Linked DNA regions of Mus musculus: region 2 is linked to region 1. The links are chromatin contacts, called in public Hi-C maps. All regions are on one chromosome and are shown on one strand. The core of a region is the stretch at or near the end of the contact, and the rest is flanking DNA. Distances in the headings are between cores, read along the strand shown.

The links. A called contact is a pair of places that touch in the nucleus more often than the background predicts.
Region 2: a contact with region 1 is called in a Hi-C map of cerebellum, with 2.5 times the contacts expected there. The contact joins two enhancer-like sites. A contact is called at or near these places in 3 of 484 Hi-C or Micro-C datasets (cerebellar granule neurons and cerebellum) and 1 of 115 datasets of contacts at active chromatin or transcription factors (embryonic forebrain).

What each region holds. Positions count from the first base shown.
Region 1 is chr4:75,463,978-75,470,347 of GRCm38.p6, forward strand. No RefSeq gene overlaps it. Among named protein-coding and RNA genes, the nearest start is that of Gm42299, 120 kb to the right of the region's middle. Within about 2 kb of position 3,259, at least 9 of the 459 cell types and tissues checked have an H3K27ac peak or open chromatin away from gene starts, as enhancers often do. A contact at or near this core is called in cerebellar granule neurons and cerebellum, where this site is marked.
Region 2 is chr4:76,438,328-76,444,697 of GRCm38.p6, forward strand. The region is part of intron 10 of Ptprd (protein tyrosine phosphatase, receptor type, D); the gene reads right to left. Among named protein-coding and RNA genes, the nearest start is that of Gm42303, 9.4 kb to the right of the region's middle. Within about 2 kb of position 2,879, at least 22 of the 459 cell types and tissues checked have an H3K27ac peak or open chromatin away from gene starts, as enhancers often do. A contact at or near this core is called in cerebellar granule neurons and cerebellum, where this site is marked.

The DNA.
Region 1 (6,370 bases), core at 2,009-4,508:
CTACCACAGAGATACCTGTACATAGATGTTTATTGTTGTTTTACTTACATTTCAAAGAAATAGAAAGAACTTAGATGCCCATCAACAGATAAAAGGATGATGAAAATACATTTCACCTATAAAGTGAAATTTATTCAGCCACAAAGAAAAATTAAATTTACAATCTACAGGAAAAAATTATGGAACTGGAAAATATATTAAATAATTCAACCCAGGCACAGTAAAGAAAACCACCTGATTATTATATATAGATCATACCTCTTAATTTTTATATATGTATAGTTATGTGGCAGTAAGTATATATGGAGTCCAGGAAACTAGAAAGGGGCCACTGAGAATGGAAAAGAGTCATTAACTAGGGTGATTACAGGTATTAAAAACATGGAAATGGAAGAGTAAGTACTAGCGGTGGAAGTTTCAAGTGAGAAGGATGGGCATAGAAATGGGAAAGAATGATAAATGTGGAGAGATTAACCTAAACTATGTGTACATTAAAAGTCACAAGAACAACAAATATGTTTTAACTCAATTAAAAAGTAAAGTTTAAAGAAAAGGAAACTGCTATTTAGGGATGGCACGCTTTGAGTTTCTCTGTCAGTATATTCAGACCCTGCCATGATATTCTGGAATACTGTAAATGAACCTTCAATTAAGAAGTAAAATAGACCCCTCTCTGCCATGAAACATGATCATTATAAGTATACCAAAGAATATATTAACATGCATCTAATAATGCATGCACTGTTTAAAAGCAAGTATAAAATTCCATCCCCAGTTTTCACTGAAAATCAAAATTTAATAGCAGAGTTTGTTACCTTCAATTAAATAGGATAGATAAATTTCTCAAATACTAAGGTAATTTGAAGATTGCTCTATCACTTACTGAATGCGTTGTCAATTTACTTTCCTAAGCCTTAATGTGATAATGCATAAAAAAGGAGTATGAGCAGTACCTGCGTTAGAGTGTGATTATGATTGAACAGTTAAGACATAGTATGCTTCTGTGATTTTTCAATATTTATAGTTTGAGTATAAATTACAATAAGACTAGTGGATATATGAAGAGCAAACACATGAATCCGTATACACATTCATATAATACACACACACATACACACACACATATATACACATGTGACCAATGAATTGAAAAAGATCAAGTCTTTACTGTTGCTTCTGTTAACTGATGGTTAAAATAAAATTTTAACAGTTTGGAAGAAGTAATTCATGCAAGTCTGAACAGGGACAAAAGACAGATGAGAAAACAATTCTGACTCCAGAGGACACTGAACAACTTTTATGCTCCCATTTTGGATTCACATGTCAAAGGAACCTCTTGAGATTTCAGGATGAAAACTAAACAATCATGCATGCAGGAGTGCATAGGCTCTTCCATTGAAAAGTAAACCTGTTTTGGTCACACCTACTTTACCAGATTCTATTTTCTTACCACTGCACAATTTCCACAGCATGTTGTAAATTCTTGGTATAAGCCTTTCTGGAAATGTTGTGTTGCTGTGCATAGACAACCCACATTCAGAAAAGGCAAGGCCATTCATTGGGAGCCTGGATCACATCAGAAGTTTTTAAATATTGCCATCTAAGATTTCACTAGCTAGGGTTAAAAAAACCTTTTTTGAAGGGTTTTTCTCTAAAGTCTCATTTCTCATAAATCTCTGTTCATAGCCCTCTTCTGTATCTCTGTTCCATGTTATAGTCATAGGCTTGTACTCCCACACTTTTTCCATTGAAAATCCCCAGAAACTAAAACTAAAACCAACAAATAGACAATGTGCAGGATGAGAGATATTGGTGCACTAAGTCATAAGTGGAATGTCTTCATCAAACCCTCCCCTCAAGGCTTGGGGACTTATGTGGAAGAGGAAGCATGTAAGGCTACTCTTAGGAATAAAAGCCAACAAGGATAGATTATACTAAGGATACTTCCAGCCACAATAGGCCTAATATCCCTGTGATCTCACATGGACCTTGGCAGCATGCATAGATTCAAACCAGACAGGATCCAAATGCTGCAAAGGAGAAGCAGACCTAGGTTCCCACCCCTACCCCAAAAGTTCTCTGCAATCGGTCCCTTCATGCAAAGGGAACATTGGTCTTCTCTAATGGAGTCTCATGGGATATATTTACTACACTTTAGGGTAGGTCTCATCCTCAGAAGTAGATGACTAACACAAAATGAATTCAATAATATTTGTGGACTTTATGTGTCATGTACCTTGCTTGGTTTGAGTGTTGTTCTTATGCTTTTGCTTGTAAAATTTGGTTTCTGATTTTGTGCTTTTGTGGTGCGTATCTGTGTATGATGTGTGTTTCTTGTGGTTTGTTAATTTGTTTTCTTTAAAAAGACAGAAACAAATGGTGTGGGTGATTGGGTGGTTGGGAATGTGGGGAGAATCTGGCAACATTTGGGAGTAGGGAGAATAATATAGCCAATGAAAACAATTTATTTCCATAAAAAATGTTTGGTTTAACAACAAAGAAAGAAAACCAGAGAATGTAACATAATGATCTTCAAATATTAAGAACTATTTGAAAAAGACTGGTAAAGGTCTTGGGTCTACAATTAGACACACAAAGTGGCTTATGTTAAATGGAAGGTTAAAACTAGCCATGTGGCTCTCCCTTCTTGGCCTCTGAATACAGGTTTGCTATAGTGAGTAACTGATATGTTAATTGTTATATAGGAGTGGTGAGACTTAAGTTGAAGTGGAAAAATATGTGAAATGAGAATGTATCGTAACAATTTGCATCCTGTACATCAGGAATATGGTAAGTAGTGTAGAATTAAGGGATGCAAAATTATCCCATTGAGTTTTGTCTCAGCCTTTCACATGAGTTTCAGATTCCTTTTCTGTGTGAAATTTGTCACAGATTGTGGTTACACAACACTTGAAGGGGATAAGAACACTCTCTGCTCCCTTCCTGCATGCTGACAGATGAAACGGAACATGTTGGCTCAGCTACTTTCTCCCACCGGGATGTATTTAAGACAGCATGGTTGATACTCCTCTGGGAGTCTGTGTTCAGACAGGAGTGGAGCCAGTTGTGGGGAAGTCAGCAAATGCCAACAGCAAGGAAGGAGGGAGAGCAAGAACTTGGAGCATTTTTCTTCTCTCCAGGGGAAAGGTCTTTGAGGAGCAGAGCAACGTGAAAAGCCTGTGTCCACAGTGCTGGAACTCAGTGAACAGCTCAAGTCTCAGCAGGAAGCAGAGGCATAAAGCCAGGCCATGTGGACCAGGCACAGAAGTCAGAGGGAAAATAGGACTACCATTTGGTGAGGCCCCAGGTACCTAGAACTCACACTAGGCCTACCAGATTATTTTCTGGCTCTGTCTGGTAAAACTGCAATGCCTCGCACTCTGCCTGTGTTCCACTTCTGCCAGGAGGACATTAGCATTTTCTGTTGGGACTAGTGGAAAGAGGCAAAGAAACAGTTCTGTGGTACATAAAACGAGTGTCCTTCTGCCATCTAAGGATCCCCCAGTCACACTGAGTTGAGAATAGTTCCATGGCCAGAGATGTAGGGAAAATGGAATGGGAGGGGACTACACTCTGAATAAATGTTCAGAGCAGGCTGGGGACTAATGTCACTATGTACCATTCCAAACATGTCTGTTTTGTTTTGTATTTAAATACCATATCTAACAAGGTACGCCAACAATAAGTAGAAGAATAACAAAATTGGCAGCTGATATATCAAATCATGGATTAGTTTAATTGAGTCTGAAATGTGGCTAAATAAAGGGAAACAAAGTATACATGTTCATAAACAGAAATACAAGGAGAGTTTTGAATTTCATCAGCATCCCTCCATAACACCACATCAACTCCCAGGCACAGCAGCACCTAGTGCCTTTCTCAGTAATTCTTAGAAAATTGCTTGCTTCTAATACTTGTGTCTGAAGATGTTGTCTGCATATATTGTTGTATAACAAATGTCTCCATAAATTTCATATGGTGAAGATCTAACCTTCACAATCTGTATTTGGGAATCAGGAAGGAATTAAGAGTCAAAGAAGCCACAACAGTAGAAGCCTGGGGAGTCAAAAGTCACTGTTTTGTAAATTTGGGGGTTACAGAGGTAAAGGAGAAATGACAGCTAAAAAGATTGATGCTGGATTTAGGAACTAGGGAGGTGGGAGAGGAAAGGAAAGAGGAGAGAAGGAAATGAGAAAGAGGAAAGAAGGAAGAAGAGGAAATGAAGAGATGTACATGGAAATACAGGAGGTTTGAGATGGGGAAATGGGAGTTCTCATTTGGGGGAAACAGGTTGGATATGAATACACTGCATTCATGTATAAAATATTAATGAATACATAAGATAAAATACAAAATAACAAAATATTCATTAAAAAGTATAAGAAGTGAAATTGAAAAATATTACCTACTCATATGCAAAAAGCATAAAGGGGTCTTGGGGTGTGGATGGTGGTATAGGACTTTGAGGCACTGGACTGCTGGAATGATAAACTTATCATTCCATATGCATATTTCCCATGGCTCCCACTCTATCATTCTCTTTCCATTTCAAACCACCATTTCAGGACCTTTTAGGTGTCCCACAATTATGCAATAGAGCATATATTTATGGCAAATCCCAGACACCATGAGGTAGTTAAGATGAACAATATGAAACCATAAAAGATTGAGGTTTTCTGATACTTTCCTTGCATTATAATTTAATTGCCAATGGTTTTCTAGGCACTATTCCCCATGCAAATGGATTAAAATATCCTGGAGGAAAATAAAAATCTTTATTGTGAGAGCTGTTTTTTTTTTAAATAAAAATAAACAAAGTTCAGAGAGAAGAAGCAACGTGAGCACTGACAGTGAGAGAGGAAGATTTCCTTACAACGCTTAAGTTGAGCAAACATTCCCCACCAGAAAGGATATTACAATGTTGTTGTTTTAGCCTTTGTTGTCTTAGAGGAGTGTCACACATAAACCTGATTTTTCTAAGTTCTTATCAAAACTATTAGTTCATTCTCCCTTTTCACTTTTACTTCCTTGATCAGGAAACAGCACTTACGGATAATACTTGTAGATTATTCAAAAAGGAAATAAAGACAAATGTTATGACTTAAATAAAAGTGTGATCAGCTGTCTCAAGCTCCTATTGCTATGACTTCTCTATGATGATGAAATGAATCCCTTCAAACTGTAAACCCAGGTAAAACCTTTCTGCCTTAAGCTAATTTTGTCGAGGTATTTTATTACAATGATAGAAAAAGTAACTAATAACAAAGATATGCTCATATTCATTATAAGTATGCTGGGAAACTAATGGATGCAGACTATTTTCTTATTGGAATTATTTCCTTGGATAATGTGGGCTACTGAAGTATTAGCCATTCAAAACTGTGTCTGAGATAATTACAGGCAGTGATGAGCTCAGGTTACTGTGCTATAGTGGTCATATGTAAAGGTTTGTCCTAGGTAGAAAAAAAAAAACAAATTTCAAATGAGAATTGGACCCTACTATAAACCCACAGCTATGGTTCGTCTTCAAATAATGATATTCACCATATTTGCCACATCCTTGGGCATTAGAGCTTGTGACAATTACTACTCTACCTGAAAGTCTGCTTGGAATTGGCCCACATATTTACTAAGTGATCACATTTAATAGAGCTTAGGGGAAATAGAGCAGGTGGAAATAAATTCCACTATTTCCTGAGCCTCTACTTCTGGCCTGCTGCTTGTTATACATACTCTCTCAATTCATATTCACATTACTCCATCAAATGAACACTGTCTGTCCTTCTTCACCATCTTCAGATTGAAAGTAAACTTAGAAGGAACAACCAAATGCTCAAAGTTTCACTAGACCTGGAACCCAGAATTTGTGACCACCAAATTCTACCCTTTGGATCAGTTGTTTTATTTAGAATTTCTGTTGCTGTGAAGGAATATCATGACCACAGCAACTCTTATAATGAAAAACATGTAGTTGAGGCTGACTTACAGTTCAGATATTTAGTCTATCATCATAGTGGGGTGCATGGCAGCACACAAGCAGACATAGTATTACAGAGGTAACTGAGAGTTCTTTATCTGGATTGGCAAGTGGCAGGGATAGGGAGACATTGGGCCTGACTTGAGCATTTGAAACCTAAAACCCCACCTGCAATGAATTGATTCCTCAATCAAGGCTACACCCACCCCAAGAAGGCCTTAACTCATAATAGTGCCACTACCTAATAACTAAGCATTCAAACAGTTAAGTCTATGAGGACCACTCCTATTCAAACCACCACACTAGTTGTCATACTTCTACAATTGCTTCATTATTCTCCTGTTGCTGGTTTTACTGACCTATGCTGGTTCTATGGGACTGTATATTTAAATA
Region 2 (6,370 bases), core at 1,629-4,128, 970 kb after region 1:
AAGAATTAAATAAGATCTCAGAAATCTCTGCCATGTTCATGCATATCTGCACCCTCCCATGAGACCCAATTCCAACCTATGTCATCTATTACCCACAATTTTGAAAAGTATGCATGGCCAGATGTCAAAAGCTATTGCTTTTAGCAATAGCAATAACATTCTATTCATTATTAATGTTTTAAATGTATAACACCGAAGTTGCATACATTATTTGACTCTAACATCCAGTCATCACTTCCTATTTGCAAATTAGCTATCTCCGGTAGCAGGCCTGTCTTCCCACATCCTTATGGAATCAGTGTGGCAAATTTCTAACAAGAGGAAATACAAGCCGTCTCACATGCCAGCTGTTTGGCGTGAACAGACTGTCTGGCTCTGCCTTACAGTCATGACATGGCCATTCACTAATAAGCTGGAGCATCTAGCCTGTTTGCCATACTACCCAGCCAGTCCATCTCAAATAAGACTGATGCTACAAATCCTAGTGTTCAAGAAACACCAAGCTTGAGAAAATGTCCGTGGTTCAAGATAAACAAGGGGCCTATGTGTGAGGCCTATGCATTCCTACTGCCCTTGCTCTTGGAAGCCTGGCTTGCCAGAACTGAGATCATTTTATTAGATGCCATTAGTCTCTGTTAGGACGGTCATTTGAATAACAACAGATTGGCAAGTATAAAACCAAGGCACCTGTTGTATATTTGGCAGCCTGGATGAAGCCCCTTAAAATGAAAACAAATAAGAGCTATAACCATGCCAAGCGATGGCTTTTGGTTCAATAATGACCATGTGTCAGAATTAAGTGCATCTGGGAATTCTTACCACAGCCAGATGTAAAGGCAGATTTGTCTTGTCTAGTGGCATATGACTGGATACACACAGTCTACTCAGATTTGGCTTTGTCGTGGTTTAGTAACCAACTAGGTAAGTGGAACCTTTTCAAACAAAATAAATTAAATATTGCAAAGGAGTCAACAATATGCTCATAAACTGGAGACCCTAAACATGTAATATTTGGACCGTGAACTAACTCATCTCTGATTTTTCTGTATGCCTTGGAAAATGAATGAGAGAGCATTCAAGTGGGAACAGAGACTGTTCAAGATTATAGAAAAGTCCCAAAGGGACACTGGGAACTGCAAAGACTTTGGCAAAGCTATAATATGTGTCTTTCGAGATGAGTAAGGGGAAAGAGGAAATGACTGTGGATGGTAAGGGAGCAAGACAAAAGGGTTTGAAAGGACACCAAGAATCAGGTGGCTTTGTTTAAGTATTTTTTCAAGGTTTGCAAACAGGGGTAACAGAAGCCAAATTCAAGTATGTTCTAGATAATAATGAAAGTTCAATCCAAATCAGCTTAGACAACTGTTGCTTGAAATCAGGGATTGCATACTTTCATTATAAGAATTATTTTTAAACATCACTTATTAACTACAAAAATTAAGTGTAGTGACACTTCCCTTAATTCTAGCACTCAAGAGGTACAGGCGGGAGGCTCAAGAGGTCAACGCCATCCTCAGCTGCTGAGCCAGTTAAAAACCAGCCTGGGATACAGGAGAGCCTGTCTCAAACAACAACAAAGGTGCTACATAACTGTGGGGGAAAAAAATCTCAGCACATGTTACCCACACAAGGTGATAGTTTCTGAATATCAATACAAGCATTTTCTTGGGGTTTGTTAAAGGTCAAGCTGACTACAGAACCAAAAAGCAAAGGTAGTCAAAGGCACATAAGAAGCTGCAGCTCAAGCAAAGAAAGGATGCTGGACTGTGCAGACAGAAGAAGTCTAGAAAGAGGCTAGTACTTATTCCAGTACCACCAAGATAAACAGAGAAGATTCAAGAGAAAATAGTCTAAATTATGGACTTTAAAATCAAATGCTAAACTCAGTTTTTCTTCTAAACTTTTTTTTATTTGTTAAAAAAAATTTCATCAGTTTCAGGTTGCACCTGGAAAACAAAGTCATACTCACATATATTTAGGCCACCATTGCTTAAAAGTAGTAACTAAGCAAGCATATGAGATTTGTTAAATTTGCTACTCTCAATTTCTAAGTATTTTTTAAGTATTTTTATGTAAAGACGTTTATTACGAACCAAAATGTGGATACGTTCTCAGCACAAAGAAAATAGTGCTGCCCCATCCTTCCTAGAGGTTATGGTTAATAGATTAATTTATAGAAAAGTTTGTGGCTAAATAACCCAGTGTTTGCATTGTGAGAAACATTTTGGAAACTTGGACCCAAAGGACTTAAATGTTAAGACACAAAAAAGCTCATAAAAGAAGAAAAGCATTCTCCATGTGACTTTATGTACCATGTCTGATTTAAAACTTCAGGGTGCCCTGCTGTCAAGAAAACAAATAATTATCCAAAGCATCACACAAATATACCATCCTGAATTTTATTCTTTAGAAAACCATAATTAGTCAGAAATAGTTATCTGAAACATTATTCCACTCCCTACCCCAAAACAGTCCCTAATAAGCTCCTATAAAATAGGTTAAATGGAGAAAAAAAATAATCAACTTGCCCATCTGTTATTGATAATAAAATTATCAAGAGAGCAGTAAATGCAAATATTTTAGAAGCCATTCTAACGGACGAAAGTTCCCAGATAACCGTGCAGTAGGCTGGCTGCCAGCAAGCAGAGCAGGTATGCGCCACCCCCTTGGCAGAGCTCCACCTCTTTGAAGGGAGGCTGCTCTTTGGAGATTCCTGCTTGATTTATACTTCGCTTTATAAAAATGCTTTTGATTCCTAGTGGGTAGTATGAAAGTGCCAGGTTTTATTACTTTAAAATCATTTTTGGTACAGATCCTTCACCTAACCATATCCAGGACTGAGTCCAACTCTCGTCACTGCCTTGGAAACCCCACATAGCAGAGCTGGAAAGCAACAACAGCCAAAGGTCAACTGCCCAAACCCCTGTAGGGAAGAGTGTTTCTCAGTAGAATAAGGAAGAGACTCTTCAGAATGGGCAGAGAGACCCTACAGATGCTTATATTTTTCATAAATGTGTGCCAAAGAAACTGAACTTGCTTGCCATGTGTGAGATATATTTTTTAACTTTTGTTTTTTGTTCTGTTTTGTTCTTTTGTTTTTTTGTTTTGATTTTTGATTTTTTTTTGTTTTTTTGGTTTTCTTTTTTTTTTGTACACAAGAAAGAGGAGCTTAAGTGTGAAACAGATAGTTTAGTTGCTTACACTGCCTGACATAATTCTGGCCCTCATAATACCTTGAGCTCTCAATCTTGAGCTCAGTCCTAAACAGTTTTTCTTCCTCTGAAACTGTAACATAGAAATACTAATTAATGAGCATTTAATATACATAATATTAGTTTAGGGATTAGATGTAATACTGAAAGGAAGGAACCAAACAGAATGTCTAGCACCGCAGTAAGTACTCAGTACATTTTATCAACTACCACTAACAGCAACTACCACTAACATGACCACGAAAACACGGTGATCACTATCATTAGTGATCAATATCAACAATACTAATGGAAGTTTTCTCCAAAGAGGAATGCTGAATTCTTTCTCAAGAGTCCCAAGTTTTTTCAAGGGACTCAGCCTAGGGCATCCACATAACTTAGGCTGCCACTAAGCTATATCTCCTGTACCTCCAGCTTATCATCATAGGCATATATTTACAGTGGTTCTCAACCTCCCTAATTCTGTGACCGTTGAATACAGTTCCTCATGTTGTGGTGCCCCTCCCCATTACAAAATTATTTAATCACTGTAATTCTGCTACTATAATGAATGTTCATGTAAATATCCAATATATATGGTAATCTGATACGGGACCTTTATGGGGGTTGCAACCCAGAGACTGAGCACCTTTGGCTTATGATGAATTTATTCTTTACATTCATGATTTAAATTAAATACAACTCAAATTCAAATCCTTAGTTCCATTCAATCCAAAGAAAAAGACAGAGTAAGTGAGTTGGGCATTAGTTGGTTAGACAACACTTAGAAAGACTTCAATGATCACAAATTGATACAATAGACATAGAGGAAAGAGGGATTCTTGGAATCATATCTGAGAAGCAGAAAATCCCACGGCAGACACTCCCAAGATAGTTCAGGATCTGCTCTTGCTCAAAAACAGGTCACCTTGGGGCTCTGAGTGAGAAAGCTGGCAGGACATGCAAATTACAGTCAGCCTGCAGAGGACTGTGTCAGCTGTTGATGGGGAGTTTGCTCTTGATTGTATAGACAAGGGGAAAAGAAAATGCCACATTTCAGAAAAGAAGAGAGAGAAAACACTAAGACAACATGGAAAGCTATTTATGGGCTGCAGAACATCCAAGCACATGGTAAAGTCAGAAAGGGAAAGGAAGCCATACAATAAAGAAATTCCAGGAATAGAACTACAGAACTGGATAACAAGAAGGGAAGAAGATAGGTGCAAAGGATGACACCAAATTTCCTTCCGGAGGGCTAAATCAGATGAGGTGTGGTGTGAAGGAAAATGACTACAAATACTGTATGGGAGATATTATTTAGAGTTTATTATTCAGAGCTCGTGATTCAGGAAAGCCTTTTATTGACAACGATCCGTCCAGCTGATAGAAATTTAGGATAGGTACTTGAGGAGTGCTATGAAATCTACTTTCAGGGTAATCTATGCAGAAACTGTTGGTTCTATGCTAACTTGACAGGAATATCCCAGGAGACAGCAGAGGAGAATCTGAGAAGATTAATCAATATTCAAAGAGTTTATAATAGAGATGGAAGCTAGGAGGCCTGAACATCACAGGAAAGGAGAATCCATGAAGAGAAGAAAGCAAGAATCAAGGAAAGAGCTCAGAGCAGTACCCACCCGTGGGAGCCTCCGATAGAAGTTGTTTTCAACATTTTTTTTCTTGTCGGGAACTACTATAATCCTCCAAGGAAAAATAAATAAAACTGATTACATGAACAGTAAGTAGATTTGGAGTATTTAAGGTATTTCTAGGTTATTATTCCCTGCTAGTCAAAAAATCATGAGAAAGATTAGACTAAGGTATAAAAACAGATCTGAGGAATCAGACTGAACCATTTCAACCAGAGAAGAATGAATTGGTAAGGTCCCCCCCTTTAAAAACCTTTAAGAATATGTCGATTAAAATACAACATGGAGGAGATATGTTTCCCAGGGAGTTGAGGGCCTATGTGTGAAAAAAGAAATGATTAGTGCCATTCAATATTTCGTTGTAGTGAACGCTGGGGAGGATGGAAAATAATCGTATGGTAAACACTAAACAAATGTCTTTTGACCTATAATAGGACACTGTGTCGGTATTTGATGTGGCTAGTCTCATTTCTTCCTGTGGAACTGTGCTGGTGGGTCTTAGGGAAAGACAGAATGCAGTAAGTAAATTCCTATCTTCCATCAACACATTTGACCTCAGAGCAAACCCCACAACTGGCTACAGGCACCACCATCCATCACCGCTCTTGAAACTGGATCTTTGAGGAAAAGACAGCTGCACTGGGCAAGGGCTGAGCAGCTTTCTAAGATGCAGTGCACTTTTTTCAAAGCACTTATTTTGGTTTAGTATTTTAATTAACTGCGTTTCTAAGCATTTCTTTCCCCAAAACTGCAGTTCCACATCAACAGCTATCCTTGGGAATCTATTAATTCATTCTTGACTTTTAAAGGAAATGCTCCCCGTACATTCTAGGCAAAGTCATTTCTAGCTTTTAGTTTGAAAGCTTTTCTGAGATAGTGGTGTACTGAGGCATGCTAATATGCACAGACTGCAATGAACACGCTGGGCAAGAAAGATTGTTCTAGGATATGCAGTGATTACAACAAATATACACCAGAAAGCAGAGGAGGAGGGAAGGATGTAGACACCTACATCCAACAGATCTGAGTTTTAAATCAGTCAACAATTAAACATGTGCCTAGCATGAAGCATACACATGGCTAACACATATAGAGCTTACATAGGTCCTTTTTTCACCTTAAAAAATAAGAATTGTTTATTACACTGTTAGCTGGACTGTCATCGTTTGGGTGGTTATTCTCTCTTCCTTAGAGATGGTGAAACTGAGACTCTCAAATGCTGCCTCCCACCCCAGGGAGAATGTGATAGGACTGAGAGCCTGAGTTTCCCTTAGAGAAAACCTATTGCCATCCATCTTTTCAAAGGCTGGAGAAAAAATAAATAGATATAGATGTAGATAGATAGATAGATAGATAGATAGATAGATAGATAGATAGATAGATAGATAGATAGATAGAGAGATAGATAGATAGAGAGATGATAGATTAGAGTGAGTTGACATTACATAGGAATTTCTGATACCTTGCTATCCAATGCTTACAGTTGATCATTCTATTTATTTTAAAATACAATTTCCACAAATCTCCAAA